Regions from separate parts of the Pan troglodytes genome. Here all the other regions are linked to region 3. Evidence: chromatin contacts called from public Hi-C data. All regions are on one chromosome and are shown on one strand. The core of a region is the stretch at or near the end of the contact, and the rest is flanking DNA. Distances in the headings are between cores, read along the strand shown.

The links. A called contact is a pair of places that touch in the nucleus more often than the background predicts.
Region 1: a Hi-C map of stem cell-derived neural progenitor cells shows a contact between it and region 3, with 4 times the contacts expected there. The contact joins the enhancer-like site here to the promoter of SIPA1L1 in region 3. A contact is called at or near these places in 1 of 7 Hi-C or Micro-C datasets (stem cell-derived neural progenitor cells) and 1 of 1 datasets of contacts at active chromatin or transcription factors (stem cell-derived excitatory neurons).
Region 2: a contact with region 3 is called in a Hi-C map of stem cell-derived neural progenitor cells, with 7 times the contacts expected there. The contact joins the enhancer-like site here to the promoter of SIPA1L1 in region 3. A contact is called at or near these places in 2 of 7 Hi-C or Micro-C datasets (blood and stem cell-derived neural progenitor cells) and 1 of 1 datasets of contacts at active chromatin or transcription factors (stem cell-derived excitatory neurons).

The regions. Positions count from the first base shown.
Region 1 is chr15:69,688,370-69,692,955 of NHGRI_mPanTro3-v2.0_pri, forward strand. It overlaps SIPA1L1 (signal induced proliferation associated 1 like 1), which reads left to right. Exons shown (of 24, transcript XM_063792996.1): 17 at 458-900. Among named protein-coding and RNA genes, the nearest start is that of RGS6, 220 kb to the right of the region's middle. Within about 2 kb of position 3,157, at least 3 of the 24 cell types and tissues checked have an H3K27ac peak or open chromatin away from gene starts, as enhancers often do. A contact at or near this core is called in stem cell-derived neural progenitor cells, where this site is marked.
Region 2 is chr15:69,731,864-69,736,046 of NHGRI_mPanTro3-v2.0_pri, forward strand. No RefSeq gene overlaps it. Among named protein-coding and RNA genes, the nearest start is that of RGS6, 170 kb to the right of the region's middle. Within about 2 kb of position 1,303, at least 9 of the 24 cell types and tissues checked have an H3K27ac peak or open chromatin away from gene starts, as enhancers often do. A contact at or near this core is called in stem cell-derived neural progenitor cells, where this site is marked.
Region 3 is chr15:69,301,732-69,306,005 of NHGRI_mPanTro3-v2.0_pri, forward strand. It overlaps SIPA1L1 (signal induced proliferation associated 1 like 1), which reads left to right and starts at 2,026. Exons shown (of 24, transcript XM_063792996.1): 1 at 2,026-2,122; 2 at 2,740-2,799. LOC107968203 (a long non-coding RNA gene) reads right to left here and starts at 2,044. Exons shown (of 7, transcript XR_008539033.2): 1 at 1,787-2,044; 2 at 1,069-1,166.

The DNA of each region.
Region 1 (4,586 bases), core at 1,907-4,406, 390 kb after region 3:
AAACAGAGGCTAATTGGGGAAGGAGCTCTCTCTAGACATAAGTCTTATATTCAGCCTTCTATTTACTCTGAACAAATAGGGCTTTTAGAATTAACATGCTTTCTAATTATAATCCCTTTGGAAATGTCATTTCCTTTCTTTTTTAAGATACTAAAACTTCAATGACAATTTAAATTTCTTCCTGACTAAAATAATCTCAATAGTATTGATACTTTAGCATAAATCAAATAATGAAAAATAGATTAAAAAAAAAAACACGTTTCTAGTACTCTTTACCATGGATACTTCTGAATGGACCATAGTGACATAGGTTCCCTGTCTTACTGTGACTAGTCATTATTGGAACTTTTAGGCCTTCAGAGCCCTATAACTAGAAATTAATCACAGTGTCATTTCTGTTAGTCTCTTGTTCAGGAAGCAAAACTTTGCTCTCAAATAAATCCTGCTTCTCTTGCAGTCTGATAGCCACTACTCGAGCCACTCCAGTAGCAATACTCTCTCCAGCAATGCGTCGAGTGCCCATAGTGATGAGAAGTGGTACGATGGGGACCGCACAGAATCCGAACTCAACAGCTATAACTATCTGCAAGGCACCTCTGCTGACAGTGGCATTGACACCACCTCTTATGGCCCCAGCCACGGCAGCACAGCCTCACTGGGGGCTGCCACATCGTCACCTCGCTCAGGGTCAGGCAAGGAGAAAGTGGCACCCCTATGGCACAGCTCCAGTGAAGTAATCTCCATGGCAGATCGGACTTTGGAGACAGAGAGCCACGGCCTGGACCGGAAAACAGAGTCTTCCCTGAGCTTAGACATACACAGCAAGAGCCAAGCCGGCTCGAGCCCTCTGACAAGGGAGAACAGCACCTTCAGTATAAACGATGCTGCTTCCCACACAAGGTAACCACCCTTCCCCGCTGTCTCTCTGATTCCCAGCCCAGACCTAAGCCCAGTTCCCTGGCCTCAGCCCACTTTACTTTGCTCAATAGTGTATAAGGAAAGGAGGTTTTTCTGCAGTGACAATTATTTTTATATGTTTAATGCCCTTTATTTGCCTTCAAAATACTTTAATCCTGCAATTTTAGTGCATTATTTTAAACTGTGAGAAAATTTTGCAGATTTATTCTTTTTAAAGTTGGATTTGATTTTTAAAATAATGTTCCTGGCTACTACAATTTGAGAGGAAATTTGTAATTTTGTAATGTTGGCTTTCGGTGAGTAATAGGGAATGTATACTGGGACAAGCTTTTGAAGACTATGTTTTTAAAATATTGACCATATTGTTAAAAGAAAGGGGTCTTTTCTGAGTAACAGAGCATCGTTTGCGATGCCAAGCACGTCCTTTACGTGCCTCTCAAGCCGAGAACCTCACTTACCTGATACTTACATTGTAACTTTTTTTCAGTAATTGGCTCCTGGCAGCAATGGGTTGAGAGTGGGGGATGTCCAATAGAAACGTGTAGCTAAAATTAGACATACCTTTCAGAATAGGAAAGTACACATTCCCCTGTATCCTTGGAGATCACACCTCTAGATAAAATAAATGCTATTTGTCGTTTCCTCTTGATTGGAGCCTAAAATCCCCAATGTGACAAGATCCACATAGGGAAGAAGCATTCCATCACTGTCTTTTTAGGCCTGTTGATCTCTGTGTGGTTTCTCCTTTTATCTTCGATTGTTGTCAGTCATTGATCAATGTGTGAGAGCATCTAACCTTGCTGTCTTCTGGGTCTGCTATGATTATGACCGCAAGAAAAATAGTAGAGGCTGGGCGTGGTGGCTCACGCCTGTAATCCCAGCACTTTGGGAGGCCGAGGTGGGCAGATCACTTGAGGTCAGGAGTTTGAGACCAGCTTGGCCAACATGGTGAAACCCCGTCTCTACTAAAAGTACAGAAATTAGCTGGGCATGGTGGCAGGCACCTGTAATCCCAGCTACTTGGGAGGCTGAGGCAGGAGAATCGCTTGAACCCAGGAGGCAGAGGTTGCGGTGAGCCAAGATCACACAACTGCACTCCAGCCTGGGCAACAGAGTGAGATTCTGTCTCAAAAAAAAAAAAAAAAAAAAAAAAAAGAAAGAAAGAAAAAGAAAAGTAATAGAGAGGCTTAATTTAGTTTTTATTTTTCAAATGGAAATTTAGGCACATAATCTGTCAGTAAAGCCCAGATAACCTGAAGGAGAGAGGACGTCCTCTACTTAATTTGGATTGCTTTCACTTGACCAGCTAAGTATTTTGTTTTCTCATGGAGTCTCTATCGTTACTTATCATTGAGCTTCCCTTCATTTAAAATGTCAGGCCCCATGGTATGAAGCCTTTCACTAGTTTTGTTTCTGTTTACCACTACCACATTGCAGATCTCAAAATGATGGTGATAGGTCTGGAAACTCCATGGCTTCCAAGCAAAAGGAAATTGGGAAAGTAGTCTCAATATTCTTGAGTACTATGTATTCCATTCCACAATTCAGAAAGTAGATTGTTTGATTCAAATGGTATAAGAGATGTGTTTGCCAAAGTAGAACAGGAAGTGGGCATCAGATGCCATAACCATATAGACAGAATCACACAAGACAGAAGGATGACACTCGCTGGCTGTTCTTGGCACATCCCCATCTCTGTAGACTGTGCATTGACTTACAACATTTTGCATATCTGAATAGTTTCTCTCTGGTTTTTAAGTTTAGTTTGACTCCTATTTCTTTGGTTTTCAATTTGTCATTTTGAAAGGAGGATGCCTTTTTTTAAGAATGTCTTCCATCTGAAAATATTTCTCTGGTCCAATGTGATGGCAGAAGAAAGTTGGTTATAGAGATCTTGTCTCAAATGGCATCACCATGGAGTGAGATTGGAAAGAGCTGGGCCCCTGAAACCAAAGCACAGAATGTGCGGCTGTGCCATTATCTAACAAATCCCAGGGGATCAACAAAGCTCCCTGAAAAAAGCACCTGGGTTTGCATTATCTGAATGTGCTGACTGGAGCTGCCTGAAGGCCTCAAAGGATTATCTAAATTTTCTGCTTCTAACTGGAAGAATGCAGAATCATTGAAATCATCCTTTAGAAATAACTCTCCTATTGAAAGTCAAACTTACTAGAGAAGAGAAGAATGTGGCCATTCAGGGAGGGTGGCAGAGCTTCTCACCCACTCATTTGAGTCACATTCATTTCTAGACTCTGGTAAGTAGGGATGTTTTGAGACTTTGGTATGTTGATCTTGGCAGAGTGAGTTGGATAATCAGAGCTTTAGCAGCCTGCCTTTTCTGGAGGAAAGGGGACTTAGCCACCAAATGCACATTGCTATAGAAAAACTAAAATCACAGCAAATTAGAGTGTTTGTGTCCTCAGAAGACAGGAACAGCAATTAATGTAGAGATATCTTGACAGTGCTTAAAAGAGCTTGTACCTGGGACTCAGTGACAAAGTCTAAATTACAGTGATTAAGTTTCACTGCATCTTTCTGGCTGGGCTCCATTCCTACCTTCTCTGTCCTCTAGTCTCCCTCTTGATGATCATGCAGATCTTTTGTAGCTCCTCATGAGAGCTACATTAATACAGGTTGGTAATTACATAGAGTTGCTATATTTGAATGTCATTAAAATAAGCCACACATACTGGTAACTTTCTATAACTAAAAACGTCTATTAATTGCTCTAAATTATTGCTCCCTAGAATATATGTGTATCTTTATGAAGCTTGGAAATGTAGGGAGAAAATTTATTTTATTTTATTTTTTGGTAATGGCTGTTTCACTTTCAGATCTTAAAATGAACCACTGAAAAAAAAAATGATTAGTGGTAAGCCTAGGAGAGGTGAAGATAGTAGTAATTTAAGGACATTCTTAAATTTAAGCAGCGTTCATTTTCTTCTTAGCGTTCTGGCCTTGGCAGTAGGCAGTGCCAGTTTGTGTGGCAATCAAGGACCTCCTCAGTTAGTCCAAAATCCTCTAGACCTGCTGACCAATGCTGTTTCTGATGTTGGAGCTTAATTTAAGAACACACATGAGAAAGCTAAAAACCCTACCTCATGCTTGCACATAGACATCTCTTCTGTAACTGACTGACCTGACTTGTTTTGGTGTCCACGGTTGTTAGCCAGCTATTCTCCAGGTCTCTTTCCTCTTGCTTCCCTAAGGCCCCCTCAGACACCTGTAGCCAATTACTACCCACTTATGCGATCACATATACCTTTTTACTGCCATCTAGTCAGTACAAGAGGATTTTTCACCCAATATGTTCATCCTAAGTACATTTGCATAGGCCATGCCAACGTGAACATAATAGATTGATACTCAATACATGCCAGTGAGCAAATAGGAATAACTAGCTGGGCACGGTGACATGGGCCTATAGTCCCAGCTGCTCAGGAGGCTGAGGCAGGAGGATCATTTGTACCCAGGAGTTAGAGGTCAATCTGGGCAACATAGTGAGACACTGTCTCAAAAAAATGAAAGAATGACTTTTCTTTATGTTTTTTGCGTGATGACTCAAACCAGTTCAAAAGTTACATAAATCCTCAACTCCTGGCTCTTAGAAAACCACTAACTATTTTGAAGGTTATTGTACAGATGCATCAGTATTTGCACAGAGCTGC
Region 2 (4,183 bases), core at 53-2,552, 430 kb after region 3:
TACTTGGGAGGCTGAAGGGGGAGGATCCCTTAAGCCCAGGAGGTCAAAGCTGCAGTGAGCTGTGATTGCAGCACTGTGCTAGCCTGGGCAACACAGAGAGACCCCATCTCTTGAAAACAAAACAGAACAGGCCTCCTTGAGAAGTGTCATTCCACCTGTTATGAATCCAGGCTTAATCCAAAGCCCCTAATCTCACTTCTTCCAGGTTCCCTCCTGGCCCCGCTGCCCCTCCCTGATCCGTCAGCCCCAGGCATCCTGTAGTATCCGAGTGAGATAAAGGCAGACTTTGGCTCCTCTGATAAACTTCAGCAGTGTGGATCTCTCCGCCCCACGTCATGAGTGATCAACGTTCTTCTGTGGAGACTCCTGGCGTCCAGTTGAAAGTCGTGCGGCTGAGACCTCCGCGGTGCCACAGAGAAAATAGGTGTGGGGGCTGCACGGGGCCTTGAAAACTAACCGGATATCCCCGTGGAGAACGCTGGTGGGAGACTGGGCGTTCCTCAAAGTCCCGAGTGGCACAGCTGTTAGTGCTCATCTCCAGAAACCCACAGCACCTGCCCCCACGAAATCTGTGGAGAACACGAGCAGGAGGTGCAAATAATTCTGACTCCTCGGCGGAAGAACAGGAATAAGAAAGCCTGGCCTGGCCGTGGGTTGCTGGGTGAAAAGCAGCATTGCATTCGAAATGTTAGTTCATTGCAATAAATGGGTTCAGCTCCTCTTTGGAAATATTACTATAGCACAAAGTACTTTATGAAAGCCTTTTTAAAAATCAGATATTATCAGATAGTTGGTTAAAGAGCTGATTAGCTTATCAAAATGTCTGCCTATAGACGAGGCACTTGGGGCGCTCAGCACAGAGACCCCCATACCTTTTCCTGTGTGCCCACAGAGTAAGCGTTCTGAGGGCCGAGGGGAAGAGGCGACATGCAAGTTCCCACGGAGAGGAAGAATTGTTAATGGCAAAAGAATCCCAATGGAAGGTAAATTCCCTCTGATATTACACTGTGAGTCTCTGAGAAGCAACACCAGGCTTTAATAGACAAACGCGGTATTTCCTCCTGATTATTTAATTGGCACGGGAGAGCCACGCAGGTTACGAATTTGTAAGAAAACCCCAGCGGGCCCTGTTTCTGACCCCTTGGGAGGCATTCATTTAAGAAAACTTGTATTTTCTGTGTGCCCCAACTTGCACGGGGGGCGCCAACAAGCTCTGGGAACAGATGGGATTTCAGAAGCCGGGCCTCAGCGCCAACCGCGGGCTGCTGGCTCCCTCTGCTGTCCGAGTCCTCACTTGCGTTCAAGTGAAAGAGCGCGTTTCCCGGCTGATTCTGTGCCAGGAGAAATCGTGAAGGCAAGAAGACTGGGCTCAGAGCCAGGGGCCCTCCCGGGATTTGATAGCTCCTATTTCGATTTGAGCAGGACCTGCAGCCTTGTCAGTGTCTGAGCTCATGGGTAAGGTTGGGAGTAACCATTCATTGGCCAAGTGGTACCCCCCACCCCTGGGGAGGAGGAGAACAATTTCTTTCAAGGACTTTTCTGGGTACCCGGCGTGGGGAGTAAAGAGGGAGTCTCTGGAAGCAAAAAGGATCCTGAGAGGCCTGGGCAAATGACACTGGCTTTGCTTGAACCTGGAAGGCCAGACGGAGGAAAAAGAACTTCTGTTGCTGGGCGCGGTGCCTCATGCCTGTAATCCCAGCACTTTGGAGGCCGAGGCGGGTGAATCACTTGAGGTCAGCAGTTCAAGACCAGCCTGGCCAACATGGCGAAACTCTCTCTCTACTAAAATACAAAAATTAGCCTGGCGTGGTGGTGGGCGCCTGTAATCCTAGCTACCCGGGAGGTTGAGGCAGGAGAATTGTTTGAACCCAGAAGGTGGAGGTTGCAGTGAGCCGAGATTGCGCCACTGCACTCTAGCCTGGATGACAAAGTGAGACTCCGTCTCAAAAAAAAAAAAAAAAAAAAAAAAAAAAAAAATATATATATATATATATATATATATATATATGTATTCTGTTGATGGTTCGCATTGTTTTCTGCCCAGAATCCCCACTGTCCTCTCCTCAGGCTGATGGCAAAACTTCTCCCACCCAGATGACCTCCCTCCACCAACACCTGAGAGGCCCTCAGGCGATCTGATGCGAGGCCAGGCCGCTGGGGCCTCCGGCAGGAACAGTCCGCAGAAGGAGGAAGGCAGATTGCAGAAGCGGCAGTGCTGTCCGGTAGGGAAGGCCCCGACGTCCGCCCTTCCCCAGACCGTGGGCTCCCCTCGCTTCCAGGGGTGGAGGAGAAAAGAGCTGGAGAAACGTGCCACGACTCAAACAAATTTACTTCCGTGGTGGATTCTGATTTTATTGAACAAAATGAGGTGAGAAATGTCACATTTCTTTCTTCCTGCTTCAAGTCAAATCTAATCTGGCGAGGCTGGAATACAATTCTTTTCATGACAGAGGCTCTCTCCTTCCCTCTCGGGGTCCTATCAAGGTCCCGGGGTGCGGGCAGGAGAGGCCTCTGGTTTCTGGTTGCCATTGGCTGGTTTACAGACCCCTCGTCCTCACCCCCCTGGTCCTCAATGCCCTCCTGTTGAGCCAGGGCGCGGAGGTCACTGCACAGGCTGGGCCTGCCTCCCCTGCTGAGTTCAAGCGGTTATTCCCCTGAGGCCCTGCCACATCGCTGGGACTGCTCAGAAGCTGGAGACACCAGTCCCCTTTCTCAGCGTGGGAAGCTCTCACATTCCATTCTAGTCTTCCTGCCTCCTGAGCCCAGCCCTAGGCAGGCTCATCCCAGAGAAATGGGCCCTCACAGTGCCACCCTTAAACCTGGACAAGAGGGGCACCGTGTCCCTCTTATGGGACCTGCATATCCCCAGGGGGCACAATGTGTGAAAGAATGCGTAGCACTTCTGTCACTCAGATGTGGCCCCTAGAGCTGGCACAGGGTCACCTGTAACCCTAAACAGATGCTGTCCTCAGGAACACTGTTCAGGCCTCAGAGAAATTGCCTTCCCCCCCGCCCCCCCCCCCCCGCCCTCCTTTTTTGAGAGAAAGGGTCTCACTCTGTTACCCGGGCTGGAGTGCAGTGGCACAATCACGATTCCCTGCAGCCTCGACTTCCTGGGCTCAATCGATCCTCCTGCCTCAGCCCCACAAGTAGCTGGGACTACAGGCGCGTGCTACCACACCTGGCTAATTTTTGTGTTTTTAGTAGAAATGGGGTTTCATCATGTTGGCCAAGCTGGTATTGAACTCCTGGTCTTAAGAGATCCGACTGCCTTGGCCTCCCAAAGTACTGGGATTACAGGCATGGGCCACAAAGCTTGGCCTGAAATTGCCATTCTTATCTTTCACCCTGTGTCTTCCAAACAAAAGGTGGCTGTGACAGAGCGGCTTGAAACTTTAGAGGCTCCCAGAGCGGCTTGAAAGTTTAGAGGCTCTTCTGCTCAGAAACGTGGAAAGGATTTAAGTATTAGAAGTGCCTAGGGCGGAGGGAAGACAGATTAATTCACTTGTCAAATACTTTCTTCCAGCATCAAAGCACAACAAAGCGTTGCTTCTCAATAGTGCTGAGTCCTTTCTCTTGCTTGTCTTTGTGTTCTAATTCATGGTTTCAGTTCTTTGATATTCACAACAGGTACGCATGGTGGCTGAAGGGCGCTTTGTGATATTAAACAATACGTATTCCTCTTAAATGTGTGTATGTAAAGGCTAGAGGTAACATGTTTGAAGCGAAATGTCGATTCTTTATATTGTTAACTCTATAGAAAATGACCAGTAGAATTTAAATAGTGCTATTTTTATAAAAATGTTTAAGATTTAATCTAAATTCAAAATATCAAATAAAAATTTCAGCTTTTAAAAAAGCTTGATTTACTTTGTTATTTAAATTTTGTCTTTTATTTTCATTAAAAAATCTTTTGAATTTTTTTTATTTTAAATAATAGAGGCAGGGTCTCACCATGTTGTCTAGGCTGGTCTTGAACTCCTGGACTCAAGTGATCCTCCCACCTTGGCCTCCCAAAGTGCTGGGAGTACAGATATGAGCCACCTTGCCAGGTCTGTCTTTTAATTTAAAATGTGTGGCTGGGCACAGTGACTCACACCTATAATCCCAGCACTTTGGGAGGCCCAAGTGGGTGGATCATTTGAGATCAGGAGTTCGAGACCAGCCTGGCCAACATGGTGAA
Region 3 (4,274 bases), core at 776-3,275:
TAATTAGAGTATTTATTAAATAACAAGGAATCTGCTTTGAGTTAGTGTAAAAGCAAATCATGAACTATAGATTACCTTTGAAATTACTGTAACATGGTCAATATTTTTGTTGTTTTTGTAGTTGGGACAAGATAAATTTTAAAATAAAATTGTCAACATTTAAAGAAAATTGTCAACATGTAGCTACTCTTTGTGAAACTGACCTACTATAAGATGAAACTTTTTTTATCATTTGCTGTAAAAGGAAGATTTGTTATTTATTGGAAAATTTTATAGGTCTAAGAGCTCTTATATGAAATATATATATATATATATATACTCACACATACATATGTGTATATATATTTAGATACAGGAGCTCACTGTGTTGCTCAGGCTGGAGTGCAGTGGTGTGATCAGAGGTAACTGCAGCCTTTAACTCCTGGGCTCAAGTGATTCTCAAGCCTCGGCCTCCTGAATAGCTGGGACTACAGGTGCATGTCAGTATACCTAGCTAATATTTTTTATTTTTGTAGAGACAGGGTCTCTCTATGTTGCCCAGGATAGTCTCAAACTCCTGGCTTCAAGCAGTCTTCCCACCTGGGCCTCCCAAAGTGCTGGGATTACGCATGTGAGCCACCATGCCGGCCAGCTATAGAATTTTAAAGCTGTAATAACCTAACATGTGGGGTACCCCCCACAGATGAAGAATCAGAGAGATTAAATAACTTCTCAAGGAGACTCAATTATTAGTGGCACAGAAAAACGTAAACCCTAGTTTGCTGACTTTGTCTAGTATCACTTAGGTTTCTAATACACAAACTTTCATTGACAGGATTTAAACTTGCAAGTGACTTAAAAGTTTTGACTGCCTAGTCCTCATATGCTTAGGTTATGCTTTAGGTTTCTAGTTCTGTGGGACTGAGTTAAATAATGGTTTCCCCATGTTCATGGATAGGAATTTTAAAAATTGAGATATAATCCACATACAATGGTATCTATTTTTACTCATTCATTTTGAAATCTAAAGTTTAACTTCTATTCACAATATCCATTTTACTTAGGCAGTGAGTATATAATAACCCTCACCTCAGAAAAGTTTCTACAGTTAAAAGACACGGGCTGAGGAGAGTTCATCTTCATCCTTACTAGCATTTTGGAGTACGTATAAAGGCGTCTGCGGATGCCTAATGATTAAAAAAAAAGTTCCCCTCACCATGGTGAATAGGGTTTTTACGAGAAAAATATGGAGAAAGCAGAGATTATTACCATTGAAAAAGACAAGGTGTTAACAGAAATGGGAGGGTAGCTTGATAGAGTCCAAACTTGACTGAACTCTCTAGGTTAGGGCCAAAGGCAAGTACTGAGGACAGGTATGGACTGTTGCGTTCAACTTGTCAAAAAAGTAGCCAATATGTAGTATGGACCAAGCCTATAGAGGCGCTGAGAATACAGAGATGAATGAGCCAGTTCCTGAAGGAGCCCAGTCTGCGTGTGTGTGCGAGTTGAGAAGAGGAGGAGGGAGGCAGCATGGGGGGTGTGGGGATGGAGGAATGAGATTGAAAGAGAAGGCCGAAAAACTGAATATATGGTAGAAATTTGGGGTGCAGATATGTGCTGCCTAGAAAGGCAGAAACCTGTCCCAGAACCTCTTAATACATTAGTCTCATTTGCCAAATTTGGCCAGATATCATGACTGTGGTCCTCTAGAGATGCCCTCTTGAATCGGCTTAAAAATTATCCTTCCGCAACCACCCCTAGCTTTCCCCACCGCCAGTGCGCCGGGCAGGTTGAAAACTGCACCCACGTTTGCAGCCTCTGCTCTCCGCAGGAGACAGGAATCCAGGGCTTTGCCGTCGTCATAGCAACCAGAAGTTCCGCGGTCCCCTACCCTCCCGCGACTTCTTCCACTTCCTCCGCCTGCAGGGCCCAGCCGCCGCTTCTCTCGCGAGACTTGTGCGCCGCGCTAAGCCGCTCCGTGGTGATCTCACCCGAGACTTGGGGGAGAGGGAGGAGTGAAGGAGGGAAAGGAATGGGGCGGGAGGCGGGAGGCGGGGCGGGGAGGGGAAGGGCGAGTGAGGCGCCGCCACTGCCGGCAACTTTGTGAGCGAGTTCAGTGCGTGCGTGAGCGAGTGAGCGAAAAGTCAGTGCAGCGCCGAGTCCCCGGCAGGAGGGTCCCCGGGGAGGGCCAGGTCTGGGCCCCAGAGGCCGCCCCCGCAGCCACTCCATTCCCTCCCGCCTCTGTGGCTCCCTCCCTATTTCCTCCCCCACCGGTCTTTGGGGCCTTCCCGCCCCCGTCCGCACTTACCTGTCCCCTCCCCCATGCGGTACGCACCTCCTCATCCCCCACCCGCAACCTCGCGCCCACCTTGGACCTTCGGAGCCCGGACCCCCGCACTTGCTTCCCGTACTGGCCGCCCCCTCAGTTCTTTCTGCTGGCGGGCGGGATGGGGGCGCTGAGCCTCGGGGACGGCGAGAGCGGGGGCCCGGGCGCCTAGACAATAGTTGATGCCCGAGGACGGGGCCACCTCCGCCTTCCCCTCCTCCGGGAGCTCGGCCCCCGCCGGCCGCCCGCCAGCCTGTATTCCGGGTCCCCCTCGGAGCCAGGCTCGGGAATTGGGCTGATTCCACCCCCGCCTCCCTCGGGCCCCCCTCCGCTCCGCGCTCGGCGCCCGCCTCGGGCCGGCCTCGCCGCTCTCCGCAGAGGAGGCGGCGAGTGAGCGCGCGCCGGCCGTCTACACGGTTTCTCTTTCTCCCCAGGGAGAGCGCGCGGCGGACGCGCCCGGGACGCGCGGCGGCACCGGGAGGCCGGGCCGAGCGGTAAGTGGTCCCCGCGCCCGGGTCCTGTGGGGAGCGGGGGTGCAGGACGGCTGACAGCCCCCTGCCCTGTTTCTGGCCGGGGTTGGGGTCCAGGGCCCGGAGCAGGACCCCAGGAGGCCGGTTAAAGTTTGATTTTCGATTTGGTGGCTTGCTGGTAGCTTAGCCCGGCGGGGGCGAGTCCGGCTTCACCGCGCCCGGCGCGCGCGCACGCACGCACCCCAGAACCCGAAGCTGCACAACTACTGGGCAGGCGTCTCTGCGGGAGGCCAGGAGACCCGCGTCCCGGTCCGGGCGGTTGCGTCCACCCCGCTGAGCTGGTCGCCACCTGGCGACCCTTCCCCTCCAGTCACCTGGGTGAGCGCTTTGCAGCCTGAGCTGGAGTAGGCAGGCCGAGTTGGTTGAGTTGTGGGAAATGGAGACGAACAGCTCGGTGCCCGAGGGTGGTTAATTTCCCCTTTGGGGGTCTTGGGGACATGAAATTTTGGGATGCTCTAACCTGCTTTCCAGGGAGCGAGTAAACCGCGAAAGGGCTGGGAAGGCGTGAGGGTGCCGCAAAAAGAACTTTTCCTCCTTCGCCCCATCTGTTACCAGCTTGTCTCCTGACCTTAAAGGAAATTTCCGAGGCTCTTAAATCGCTCCACGGCATTTCTAGGTGGACCAGTAATCGTGTTGGGCAGGTTGAAATTTCATCGCGGTTTGGAGAACAGAGAGACATGGGAAATGGCTCACTTCCAAGGAAGATGTTTAGCTAAATTGTTGGCATTCGTTTTCTAAGAGAAGCATTTGGGGATTGATGGCTCCTAGACTACGTTTACCTTATAGATTTTATTTTTCATGACGGGTAGTTTAGAGGCAGCATTCGCTGAAATGCATATTATCTGTGAAACGATCATGTTTCTAAACTGGAGCCAGCGATGTGATGCAAATTTCAGAATAAAGGTGTCGACTTTCATCAGGTTCCAGGTCTATCTGGATGGACTGGGATTGGCGTTTCCTCTATAAAGCAAACCTTTCATGTTGAAACTCTGAGTCAGACTCTTAAAGCCATTGTTTTTATGCTGGTACTCTGTGGGAGTTAAGTGTCAACTTTCTCCTGTTTTCTCCTATGGAGTATCCGTCCAAGGCAAAGATTCTCTGACTGAATCTTTTGGAAACGTGCAAGGTTAGATCATACTGAATTCTGCAGCCGTTTTAGTAATAATATTAGTTTTCTATATAATCCTGATTTAACGACTTTCATTTTTCTCTTCGTTTTTTGAAAGCTGCAATTAAGCTACCTTTACCAGGATTTAAAAAAGAGGATAATATGGAACAGTGGTAATAACAGTAGGTCTCAGCTAATTTATTATGGCCACCGATGTGTCCAACTATTAGATGACATCCCAGTTATTAACTACAATATTAATATTAAAACATTTTTCCCATGGAATCAATTATGCTAAAGCATTAACAATTAACAGTGCGTTTAAAATGAT